Regions from separate parts of the Columba livia genome. Here region 2 is linked to region 1. A link is a contact called in public Hi-C data. All regions are on one chromosome and are shown on one strand. Each heading gives the region's core, a stretch centred on a gene start, on an enhancer-like site or on the middle of the called end of the contact. The rest is flanking DNA. Distances are from core to core; before and after follow the strand shown. Region 1 holds the start of MTDH (metadherin). Region 2 overlaps MATN2 (matrilin 2).

Region 1 (5,985 bases), core at 1,746-4,245:
GAGATAGATTGCCTGCTGTTTAAGATTTGTTCAACTTCCTCACACAAGAGAAACCTTGAATATGTTTCATTGGAATTCAGCTTACTTTATTTAAGTGCTGAGAGGCTTAATTCGCTTCTGCTGTATCCGACTTCTAGTCTAAAGAATATGAAGAGCTGCAAGCCACATGGCTTCAATATTATTTGAGATAATCAGAAAAGCTGTATGGAATAGGTAATTTGACATCCGTGAAGTAATAGCTCCTTTTCCCTCATGCCACACCAAATGGCAGGTGCTGAGTTTTAAATACGGTTGTGGAAAGGTATTATATAGGGTATGTCTAATAGCAGGTGTGGTAAAACAAGGAATGTTTGCAAGGATGAGATTACATTAAAAATATTAAGCTTTCTCTTCATTTGTTCTGGTTTTGTCATTATTTTCTCTTTTGTAACATGTCATTCAACCTTCTGTTGTGTCCCTTTGGAGAATAGTATCAGAAAGACGGTTGCGAATGATGGCTATATTCAGCACCAGAAAGAGTCCTTGGGGTAGTTTGGGTCAAACCTATTAAGACATTTGAAGATTAATATCAAACTAATATTAGTATTAAAATTAGAAAGAAATAGAACATTTGCTTTATTTTATGAGTACTGTCAGAATAGAATGTATGTTCCTGCCATTTTAATGGCTCACACAAACTTCCTTCAGAATATTTCAACTTGCTACAAATTGTATGCTTATTTATGGCTGTATCTCGTTAATTCAGAATATAAAGATATTTATTAGTTTCAGACTAACTTGCTTTACCAATCGAATCAAATCGAAAGTGGCTATTTTCAAGAGAGGATCTGCTACCTCTTTTTTCTGTACGTCAATCTGTTTCCTAAGACTGCTCGGTTATTCACGATGCTGCCACTCGGTGGTGCCATGCTGCTACATTTAAAAACCTTCCGCAGGTCTTAAATTTAATCACTTGCATTGTGAAATTCAGCCCCTCCATTCTCTTGCATTGTTTTCTTTAAAATGAACAATATCGACTGTTCTGTGGCCTCTGTTTAAAAAATAAAATAAAATAATCCATTTTAGCTGAATGATGCTTTCAAATTTGTTAGGCATATTTTTTTCAGATAATGTATTTTGAATTAAACTATGTGATCACTGTTCCATCACCTCTATCTATGTAGGGCAACATCTTAAACAAAACAATTACTTATAAAATAGGTTATCTAACATGTTAAAGTGGCTGAGTTGTGCAAAAAAAAGTACAATGATAGCTAACATTTTCCATTAAATGTGCATGGTCTACACTAAAGCATAAAAGCCTTATGGAAAAAACAAAGTATTATGACTTTGAATGAAAAGAAAGCTAACCTTCTAAAGTATATAAATGTCTACCAGTAAAATGCTCTACCTAAGATTGTTGTTACCCCTGAAGTCAATTAGAAAAGCAGGAATTGACAGCCTGGTGGTATTAAAACAAAAACAAAACCAACAAAAAGCAAACCCAAAAAAACCTAGGACTTAAAAGCAACTTAGGAGTAGTTTACTAAACAAAAATGAGAACATTAAAAACATATAAATACTTGTATGTGAAAAACACATTAACAAAATAAAGCAAAGTTATGAGTATATGAAACCAGCATAAATTATCACTGTGCTGTTTAAACAAATTTTATTTTACATTTTGAATTGACAGTATCCTGTGCAAATTTCAATGCACTAAACCCAGATGTTTTTCTAGCAGGCTATGAGAGAGGAACATTTTTGTAAGCAGAATTGCAAATGGAACGAGTGGGACACAGCATTGCTTTCCAGCAATGCACCACTGCATAAGACTATAGTCTTTGTAAAGCCACTCATCAATGCCAGCTCTGAGGTTCTGACAGCCTAAATTCTGCATGACTGCTGGATGCTGTAAGACCAGATATTTTAAAGATCAAGACATGCATTTGGGGTCAAATTTTTAAGGGTTCATTTTTAACATTCATGAAGGAACACGGGTTTGGAGTTCCTACTGACAAAACAACTCCCACTGTAATATACACAGCTGTATTTTTCACAAAGCAGTACCTGTTTGTGGATGTTGTTAGAAAATACAGCTTTTAGAAAATATCTCTGTTGTTACATAACCTTGTCTAGTGTATTCAGAAGTAACTAAAAGTACACTGATTCTTCTTTTGGCAACCTTTTCAAATGCCTTCTCTGCTGAAGAGCCAACCTCTGAGGGGCCCTCACCATGGCCTCTGAAGCCCGACAGCCAACAACATCGACCTGCAAGTCCCAGACCGCCCTGACGTGGCTCCGGGGCTGCTCCTGGAGTTGCACCGGTGGCACCAACACCCACAAACCGGCAGTTAACGCGACCGCACCAGAGCTGCGCCGCCCCTCTGGGGCAACTGCGAACTAAAATAGAGCTGACGAGTGACCGTCGCCGTGGAAATGGACCCACGTTACCGCGGGTCTGGGCGGGCCCTGCTGTGGCACAGGCACCACACCGAGGCCGTTCCTCACTCGCCGCCTCAGCACCGCGCCGGGCGGGTGGTAGCGGCCCGCACCGCAGCAGGGACGTGTGTCTGCGGGGGTGCCCACAGGATGAGGACCCAGGCCGGCCAGAGCGGCTGCCGAGGCCGACAGGCGGCCACCTCAAGCCGCTCGCCCCCAGCAAAGCCGCTCGCCCTGGCCCCGTGTGAAGCGCCGCGGGGTCTCCCGCCCCGGCCGCAGGGGCAACGCGGCCCCACCACCGGGCGGTGCCAAGCGGCCCCCCGGCCTCCGTCCGCCCCCACCGCGCTCGCTGGCTGCCACGTCGAGGTTGCTCTCCGCACCGCCCCGCAGCTGGCACCACCCTGGGTAGGGCGGGGCGGGGCAGGAGGAGGGCGCCCGGCGGCCGCTGAGGGGGCGGGGAGCTCCGCTCCCGCCTGTCAGGCGTCACCCTCCGCCCCGCGCGCGGCGCTGATGGCAGCGCGTTGCGGCAGCGCCGGGCGCTCGGCGGGGCGGTGACGTTGCGCGCGAGGCGGAGGGCGGGGAGGAGGAAGAGGAGGAGACCCGGGCGCCTCCGGGACTGAGGGAGCCGCGTCCCGCCGAGGCTTCGCTCGTGTCCCGTCCTCACCCACACACCCGCGGCGGCTCCGCTCGGGCAGGCGAGCGCGGTCCTCCCGAGGCCGCGATGCGCTCGGCTTGAGCGCTCTCTCGCCGCCCCGCCCGGTCTGGGCCTTTGCGGGGCAGGGTGCCGCGATGGCTGCGGGGAGCTGGCAGGAGACAGCGGCCCAGCAGGCCGAGGAGGCGGCGGCCCGGGTGCGGGACGTCCTGTCGGGCGGCCTGGGCCTGCTGCGTGCCGAGCTGGGCCTCGAGCTGGGCCTCGACCCGCAGGGCCTGCCCACCTGGCTCGCCCTGGTAGTACCGGTCGCGCTGGGGCTGGCGCTGCTGGGGCTGCTGCTGGCCGTGGCCTGCGGCGGCGGCCTCCGTAAGAAGCCAACGCGGGGCGCAGCGGAACGGAAGGGCGATGAGACGGTCAGCGCGGGCCTGACAGCCGGTGGGGGCCAGGGTAAGGCGGCGGGCCCGGGCCCCGGGCAACTACACCTGAAAGGCGACGAGCAGAAGAAGCGAAACAAGAAGAAGCTTCCGGAGAAAACGGCGCGGGTGAGGGGGCTGCGAGGGCCGCGCCGGCGGGGCGGGGGAGTGGGGAGGAAAGGCTCATTGACAGCGGCGGGATGGGGACGGCGGCGCCCGGGCGGGCGCGGCGAGTCCCCTGCGGAAAGGGGCGGGTGGGGGGGAGGTCGCGTGTGGCGAGCGGCCCGCAGCGCGGCCGTCTCTCTCCGGGCCTTGTCCCCGATGACCGCTGCTCGGGGGGCAAGCGTTGCAAGCGTTTTACCGAGCAGGGGGCACCGGGGACAAGGCCCGGGGAGGTTGATTAGGCACCGTTGAGAGGGGGGAGGACCGCTCGCAGGGCCGGGAGGCCATAGAGCTGCGCCGTGCGATTCACCTGGGCGGTGTGTGTCTATGGAAGGGATGGGGTCCTGGCTGTCTGGAGCTCTCTCGTGGCATCTGGGCTACTCGGCTGCTTTGAAAACCTGGAGGAGCAGTGTGCACACGCGGACGTTATACGTTAATAATCCTGGGTGATGAAAACGCTTGTTTCCTTTTATAAGCTTTTGAGTGTAAACAGCTATATGAAAGCACTATTTTTTAAAATTATTATTAATCGAATGCTCACAAGGTTAGGAACCACTAGTGGAGACCTTAGTTAGTATGGCTTGGGTTTTCAAGCCAGGAGTTGCAGTCAGGCAGGTACGGGCTATTTGAAACAGCATTATAAGGCCCATAAATGCTGTGATGATTCAAACTTGAGTAAGGCTTTTTGCAGTGTCGTTTCGACAGAAGATGTTAACATCAGTCTTGTGGTGAGCTTGCCTCAGTAGGTATATGTCTGACTTAGTTGTTACAGTAAGGATCATCTCCTTTAATAAGGAAATCTGTCTTAGCAGCCCCTTAAAAAGAGTTCGTTCCTGTTCTTTTGTTTGTTTGTTTTTTTAATCCTCAGTATGTGCTGTGGGAACCTTCCATCTTTGTCAGTATGTGTTCACTTCATGAGAAAATCAGTAGAATGCAGAAATTATCAACTATCCCTTTTAAACTTCCAGTTATCATAATTTTGGGCTTGAAGAAATTGGTTCTATAGTTTTTATATTGTTAGTATGTTTGTAATCCTATTTATGTCCAAATGGCTTATAGGAATGAAAGTGCAGCAGATGTCCCCTGCCTCTTAGAACTGTGTCTTTTAATTATGTCTTGCTCTATAAAATCTGAAATGTTTACCTAATGACCAGAAAAAGAAAAGAAAATGGGATTGTACCTTTGTTTGAGTCTGTGGCAGTATTAAGACTCGAAAAGTTTGGTTTTTTTCTTTAATGAGAAGTTAAGGCTAGACTATCTTAAAAGAAAAAAAAAAAAGTGCATACGCCACCAGCCTGCCTTTGAGCAGTGAGCTACTGAAGTTGATTCTGGAAGTTGCAAGAGGCTGAACACTGAGCACTGAGAAGAGGAAGCGTTGTCATTTAGAATCTTTCCAGTATGGCTAGGTCTCCATTTTGGAGAAAGCATGTTAAAGATGAAATTTTTTTTTTTGTCATCTAGAGCAGCAAATACTTTAAGATTTAGTAGATCTATTATGCCTTCTTGAAAAGAAATACTAACCTAGAAATAATTTAGGTTTTGCTTGTTTTATTTGCCTTAACCTCCAGTATAAAAACAAAGCGTAAACTCTTGCAAGTCATCATTGAAGACAATAACAAATGCCTCAACAGAAGATAAAGTGAAGAAGTAGAGACTCTGTTAACTTGGCAGTGATCTGTAGTGTAGGGCTCCATAAAAGCAAACTTTGTATTAATTTTATATAAAACTTAACTAATTGGCTTATTGGTGAATATAAATACTTGTATTGTTTCAAGTTTCATTTATTCACACACAAAATAATGCAAGTTGAGGCTGTGTAAGAGCAAGTATTTTCATAATCAAAAGCATAAAATAGTTTTTCGTATGTCAAGTTGTCATTCCATATTCTTAAGATTTTTAAAGTTATTTTTATAGTACTTGGTATTCATTATTTACATGCAGAGGTGAAGAACAAAACCAAACAAACAAAAACCCACCTTCTTCAAAAAAACAAAATGCACAAACTGAATCATTAGCTGTAGTTCAAATAAGTTTATACCAATGGCAAAGTTTAATAGCCCTGTCTCATGCTCACTTTCCAAGATCAGTTCATAAAGACCTGTATTAGCATGTCACAATATTTTCTGACTTTCACATGAAAAATTCTGAAAATAACATTGGAAATTTAAAGATGCAACAAAAAAAATCTTCCTGACTGCTGCCTAGTCATTTCCATCTTCTGTTTTTGTATGCTGTGATGTTAATACTAAGGTCTGTGAAGGAAAAAAGACTAAGCCTATTATCGGTAGATTTACTACAGGGTTTGCTATGCCAGGGTCTAGATTTCCACTGTGGGCA
Region 2 (5,985 bases), core at 1,107-3,606, 180 kb after region 1:
AGGCCCACTTGACCTGGTGTTTGTGATTGATGGATCAAAAAGTCTCGGAGAGGATAATTTTGAAACTGTAAAACAATTTGTCTTGGGAATCTTGGATGCACTTGAGATTTCACCCAAAGCTGCTCGAGTTGGTTTGCTTCAGTATTCCACTGAAGTTCGCACTGAGTTTACGTTAAGGCAGTTCAGCTCAGCCAAAGACATGAAGAAAGCTGTGTCCCAAATGAAATACATGGGGCGAGGTTCCATGACAGGACTGGCCCTGAAGCAAATGTTTGAGAGAAGCTTCACTGAAACAGAAGGAGCGAGACCATTTTCAGCAAACGTCCCTCGAATCTCCATTGTGATTACAGACGGACGAGCCCAAGATGAAGTGTCTGAGTGGGCTGCTAGAGCAAAGCGAAATGGTAAGTGGAGATGGTTTTGACTCACTCTAAAGGCAAATATTGTTAGAAATAAGATGTAGGAGTAGTATGAATGCGCTACAGTACGTGCTGATGAAGAGAGTGTTTGCCATAACAGTCCAGCTAGTACAGCGACCACGGCAGCAGAACATCACATCTTTGGTGTTCACAGGAGCCTTTGCTACAAGGTGTGCATGTCATCCCTGTTGCGGGGCCCGTGATGAATGTCTCCGTGCAATCCACAGGGAGCAGCGCTACCTGCCTGGCATGCCATGCAGAGCTCTGAACATATCCACTAAGGGTACACATTTCATACAGAGATTGGGGAACACTGGGTACTTCATTAAAAAAATCTAAGAAGACACTAAGAAAGCAACAACAAAAAAAATCCCAATCATGTCTCTTCAAAATACAGAAATATATCCTCCTGAGAAATACTGTGGTAATAATTGGTTATATTTTTATTAACATGTATTCTGTATTTTTAACCAATTTTATACTGCCAATCGTGTTCCAAAAGGTCATCCTTTGAAAAGGATATAGCTGTAGCAACGTCTACCATTCTATGTGCCTTGGCAGGTGATAGCTCATGTTGAAATGTATTTAAAAACTGGTGATTTTTAACACAGTATGTCTGGCACAGAAATCCATCCTCTAGGATATCTGTACTACAAAGCAGAGATTTTTCAGCTGTTCAGCAGCATTATCTGAAAATTTTTAAAGGAAATAAAGAATCATAGAATACCAGGTTGGAAGGGACCACAAGGAGCATCAGGTCCAGCCTTTAAAGGATCCCTTTTTGTTTGCAAAATGTTTCTGAGAAACTGCTTTAAGAACTGTGGCTCATGTCCCACGCCACAGAGAAAACAGCCAGACTTTAGGAGATGCTGCACATCTGTTTTATTGTCTCCATAAAACAATCATGACTTGACGCATGATTAGTATAGCCCTGGTCAGGGCTGATACCTCTGCGTAAGGAGAAAAACATCCAAGGATATGAGAAGAGCGTGTGCTAACAAGGGTGCTTGTACAATGAAATAGAAACAAAGTGGGGTTTTTTTAAATATCAAAACCAAATCCAAATATTTGTATGCTAACTAATGAGATGTGGGAAAGTACATGGAGCATTTATAGGACTGGAGAAGGAAAGAAGTACAAGCCAACCTTGCTTACTTGCTGAATGAAACCTCCGTTCCAGACTGCTTACACTAATATTTGTAATGCTACAAGCCAAATCCATCCCTTGTGTAATTGCAGCATAGGCAATGTAGTAATGCTGAATATGAAATTGGCCTTGAATGCTTTATCACTGATATCTCCAAGTCTTTAAAAAGCAACAGACCTCAGCATGACCGGTCCATTCATTAAATTGAATCCATTTCTGGTGAATGTTTTACTTTCCTGACTAAAGTGCAGTGGAAGGCAGATTCATGACAAAAAGGAGATGCTTATGTTAAATGTTAAAGAGTTGGAAAATCTATATTTTATGATGTTATTAGGCCCAAGATTCTTCAGCAAAAAGTTTAAAGTTGCAATTCAACAAAAGTGTAGCTGTTATTTTCCTCTGATAAAAAAAAGAGATATCAAGCCTCCTCACCATAATCCAGCTAATAGCTGTATTATGAATCACAGAATCAGTACTAGTTGTGGTCACTTTCTAAACCAGAACTGATGTAAATGTTCTATCAGATCACATGTTCACAAGAATAAAAAGTCCATTATTAACTGCTGAAAAGGGAGACATTGAAGATCACTATGTTTTGTATTCATTCCTTGTTTAAAATCTGTGTGGTGAGCAGGCTGTGAACAGCTTCCTTCTGCTCCGCTTTCAGAGTGAAGAAAACTGTGAATCCTCTTTTATTTTCTTCCTAGCACCTCTGCTGGGGACACACTTATACTGAGCATCCCTGTTGTAAGGTTCTTTCTCTCCAAGCCTCGCAAATAGTTTCTTTCCCCTGTTCTTTGTACCCAGCCCACTATTATCCATCAGAGCATAAGAATCTAGTCTCCATGTGCCCTGAGGGTTCTGATGAAAGACGAGGTATTTATATGTTTTCTAAAAAAGTACTGGCATCTTTCAGGGTTCTGTCACATTTGCAGATACATAGTGGGTCTCCCCATCAATCCAGTAATTATCTTTATTGCACATACCTTAAGTACACAGACATGCACAAACCAGGAACTTTCAGTACAACCATGAGGCTGACTTGTGTGATCCTCAAGTGTTTTGCAGCACTCTTCCTGGGTTCATTTACTATCAGTAGTGGCCAGGCAACTTGTCATCTCTCTAATTTACAAACTAGCTGTTAAATTACAACAAAGCAGTGAGTTTCTACACATCTTCTAAATAAATAAAGCATATTAAAGCCTGCTTGAACACAATTTAAAATACACACAGCATATACATTTCTTGTGCTCTCCCTTTCTCTCTCTCTAAAATGACTAATGCTCATATTTTCCTTTCATAGAGGAACAGGGTTTAGAACTGCTGATGTATTAATTTTGTGCAACTTCTTTTGAACCTAGGTATAATTATCTATGCTGTTGGAATAGGAAAAGCAATTGAGGAAGAACTGCTAGAAATTGCTTCTGAGCCATCATACAAACATCTCTTCTATGCTGAGGATTTCACAGCTATGGAGGACATAAGTGAAGAACTAAGAGCCCAAATCTGTGAAGGTAACAGTATTCCATTTTCATTGAGATCAAGGAGGAATGAATGCTTATAGATTTTTCGCAGGCCTAAAAGGACAACTAGTGTCATAGCGTAAGTTATAGATCATTGGTGTCAGATATTGCAAGGCGTAAGTCACTCACGGTAATTTTTGTGCCCTTTAATATATGAGGAATATATACCCTTAATCTATCACCAAGATCTAGAATAGTTGTTTTTTCCTTTATTTTCCTAACAGTGGCATTAAATGTACACTTCTGTGCCCAGAAGAATCAATTACTCCCTCCCCTTTCTTTTTCTACAGTTAAGTCAGGCATGCACTGAACCGCACCCCTCCAAAGAAGCATGATCTACTTTATTAGGAATGTGGGAAAATAATCAGGGATTTGTAATGTCTTAATGAGAATAAAAAATTGCTGTTAATATCAGTGGTAAAAACCCCAAAATGCATACAACCAAATGATCAGGAGCTGTTGTGATACTTATAAAAGACTAAAAATAGTTCACTGACCATGGATTCCTAGCTTATAAAGACTGGATTTCAGTTATGCATAAGCTCTAAGTTTTGCTGCACAAATGTAGGTGGTTTGTTCTAGAAAGAACCCTTCCTCACTCTGGCACAAACAGCCTCTAGATAAACATTCCAAGCTGAAGTTTTGCAAGGGGAAGGGGGAAATGTGAGCTGGGAAGAAAGCTGCTCAGCCAGACGACAGCACATCTTTCCCACTCACACATTCCCAGGACTTGGTATTATTTGTACATTCAAATTGGTACCTGAAGCAAAATTCAGAAACATCACTGTGAATAACATTGGTCATAGCACTAGAATTGTGCAACATGATTTAATTTTCACTAGATTTTATTTGGCTGTTTTTCTTGGAAATAAATGCAAACAGGTATCATTCTCTTCTGTAACATTACTGTGTAAAAGTGGCTGACTAGAAGCCGTGCATTTCTTCCTCATACAGATGTCAAGGAAGAATCTGAGAATGTTACCTAGATTCTATCTTATTTGTGTTTCTCTCAGTCCTAAGAATCTTCTAGCACCATCTTTCTGAAATGCAAAACACTATGAAAACATGAAACCAAGTCTGTTCATTAACCATCTTACTAGGCAGATAATGTGCCGATGACAGCATGTTATCTTAAAAACTTGGGGGGATGCCAAAGCCAAAACTATCTGGCAACCAGTATAAAAATTGTCACTCATTAGCAAACCCCAGAGCTCTGCAATGGAAATGCATCCTTCAGGTACCCACAGCGGTGGTTAGCTACCTTTTTTTTAAATTACATTACTTACCATATGAAAAATAAGTGAATCCTGCCCCTTTGTGGCCGTTTCTAGACTACACCTCTAGTAACTGGGCAGAGCTGGTGCCTCTCAGTTTCTGTCCTCCTGCTCTGTCACTGACATGCAATGCCTCACACCTGTGCACTGAGGACTGACCCAGCCTTGTTTTTCTGGAGACTCCAGGACTACCTATTGCTTATCAACTCACTCCACCAGAAGTGCTGCCTCCAAGCCTGTTACACAAGCTGAAAGTTCATTTTTGTTTCCTGTTTTGGTTTCCAGCCTAAATTTTCTCCTGCCTTTGTATCAGCAGTAATTTTAACTTGGGTCTTGGTCCTGAGCTGAGGACTTCCAAGGCTCCAGCCTGTGATGGCAGTGGGAGACCCTCTGAACCTCATGGGCTCACTGACAAAAACCTCTCATCCCTAGTTTCAGCTGTTGATGGGCTGTTTCCAAGAAAAGCAGCAGCCCCCAAATCTCTTCTGGAATAAGGCTTTTTCCTTTTATTCTGCAAGAAAGCATCACCCTTCTAGAATAGCTGATTATTACTATTAATTATTCTTTATGACTACTAGTAAAAAAGTCTTTTTTTTTTTTTTTTTGCCTCTTATTAAGAGGAGTTTAGCCAGAAGCCTCCCATTCATTGCTTTGGTTAATGTTAATTCCTCATCTGACTGGAAACACTAACAAGGCTACAGCAGTGTCATCCATAATACCCACTCATCATGATTGCCTCTTCACCCCTGTTCTGGGCACATGCATTACGGGAGCCTTTAATTACACGGTCACATACTATTTTTGTCACAAGACCCTGGCCCTGATCAGATGACAGTACTCAGCAGCCTGCTGGTTAACATTCTGTTCTCCTTCCAAATTGCACATCATTATCACTGCTGCAAATAGCCAGTGATTTGAAGACACTTCCTCACAGGTTTTTCCTAAGAAAGTACTTCGGTTTTGTTACAAAACAGAACACTAAACAGACAACTTTAGTATTGTTCCCCAGTATATTTGAGTATTTATGTTCATTGCACTGACTTCACCACAGGACTCATGTAAGGTTAGCAGTCTGTCACTATTTGTCTCATCACTCACAGCTTTATGTAAGTGATGAGATGAGAATCTTTGGGCCCCAGCCCAGTGTTCAAAGCTCAGACTTCTCAGGTCAGTTCCTCTGCCCTTCCTAGACAGCTTCATTAGTCTACAGCTCTTAAAAAACTTCCCAGACCAAGTCATTAGCCACGGTCTAACACTGGAGGTTCATCTTACCTGTTTCTTCCCTCCTGTGCTGGAAATCTCACCATCCTTGTTCACAGTTGGTTATTCTTCTGCTGGACTCCTCACCCAGCTCGTTTCTTTCCTTGCATTGTGATCTCATCCCACACCTCTCTGCCCCAAACTCTTCTCCAAAACCTGTGTTCCTTCCACTAGGTAGTTCCCCTGCAGGCTTTTTGAGATATACGTAAATATCATAGTTCTGCCCACTGAACTCTGGTCTTACTCAACCACTCATGTCTGTTGATTCTGTTCCTTGGGCTGAGTCATTCCAGCCCCACCCAGTGCCTCATCTCTCCCCTCAGTGCAGCTTAGCACAACTGTGTATTATTGTGCATCTGTCA

Evidence for each region. Hi-C and Micro-C count contacts between places; a contact is called where the count stands out from the background.
Region 2: a Hi-C map of liver shows a contact between it and region 1, with 5 times the contacts expected there. The contact joins the enhancer-like site here to the promoter of MTDH in region 1. A contact is called at or near these places in 2 of 2 Hi-C or Micro-C datasets (crop and liver).

Annotation. Positions count from the first base shown.
Region 1 is chr2:138,847,476-138,853,460 of bColLiv1.pat.W.v2, forward strand. It overlaps MTDH (metadherin), which reads left to right and starts at 2,996. Exons shown (of 13, transcript XM_065054060.1): 1 at 2,996-3,615. The coding sequence starts at 3,211.
Region 2 is chr2:139,032,120-139,038,104 of bColLiv1.pat.W.v2, forward strand. MATN2 (matrilin 2) reads left to right here. Exons shown (of 27, transcript XM_065054062.1): 22 at 1-404; 23 at 2,928-3,080. Among named protein-coding and RNA genes, the nearest start is that of RPL30, 13 kb to the right of the region's middle. Within about 2 kb of position 2,357, at least 1 of the 3 cell types and tissues checked has an H3K27ac peak away from gene starts, as active enhancers do.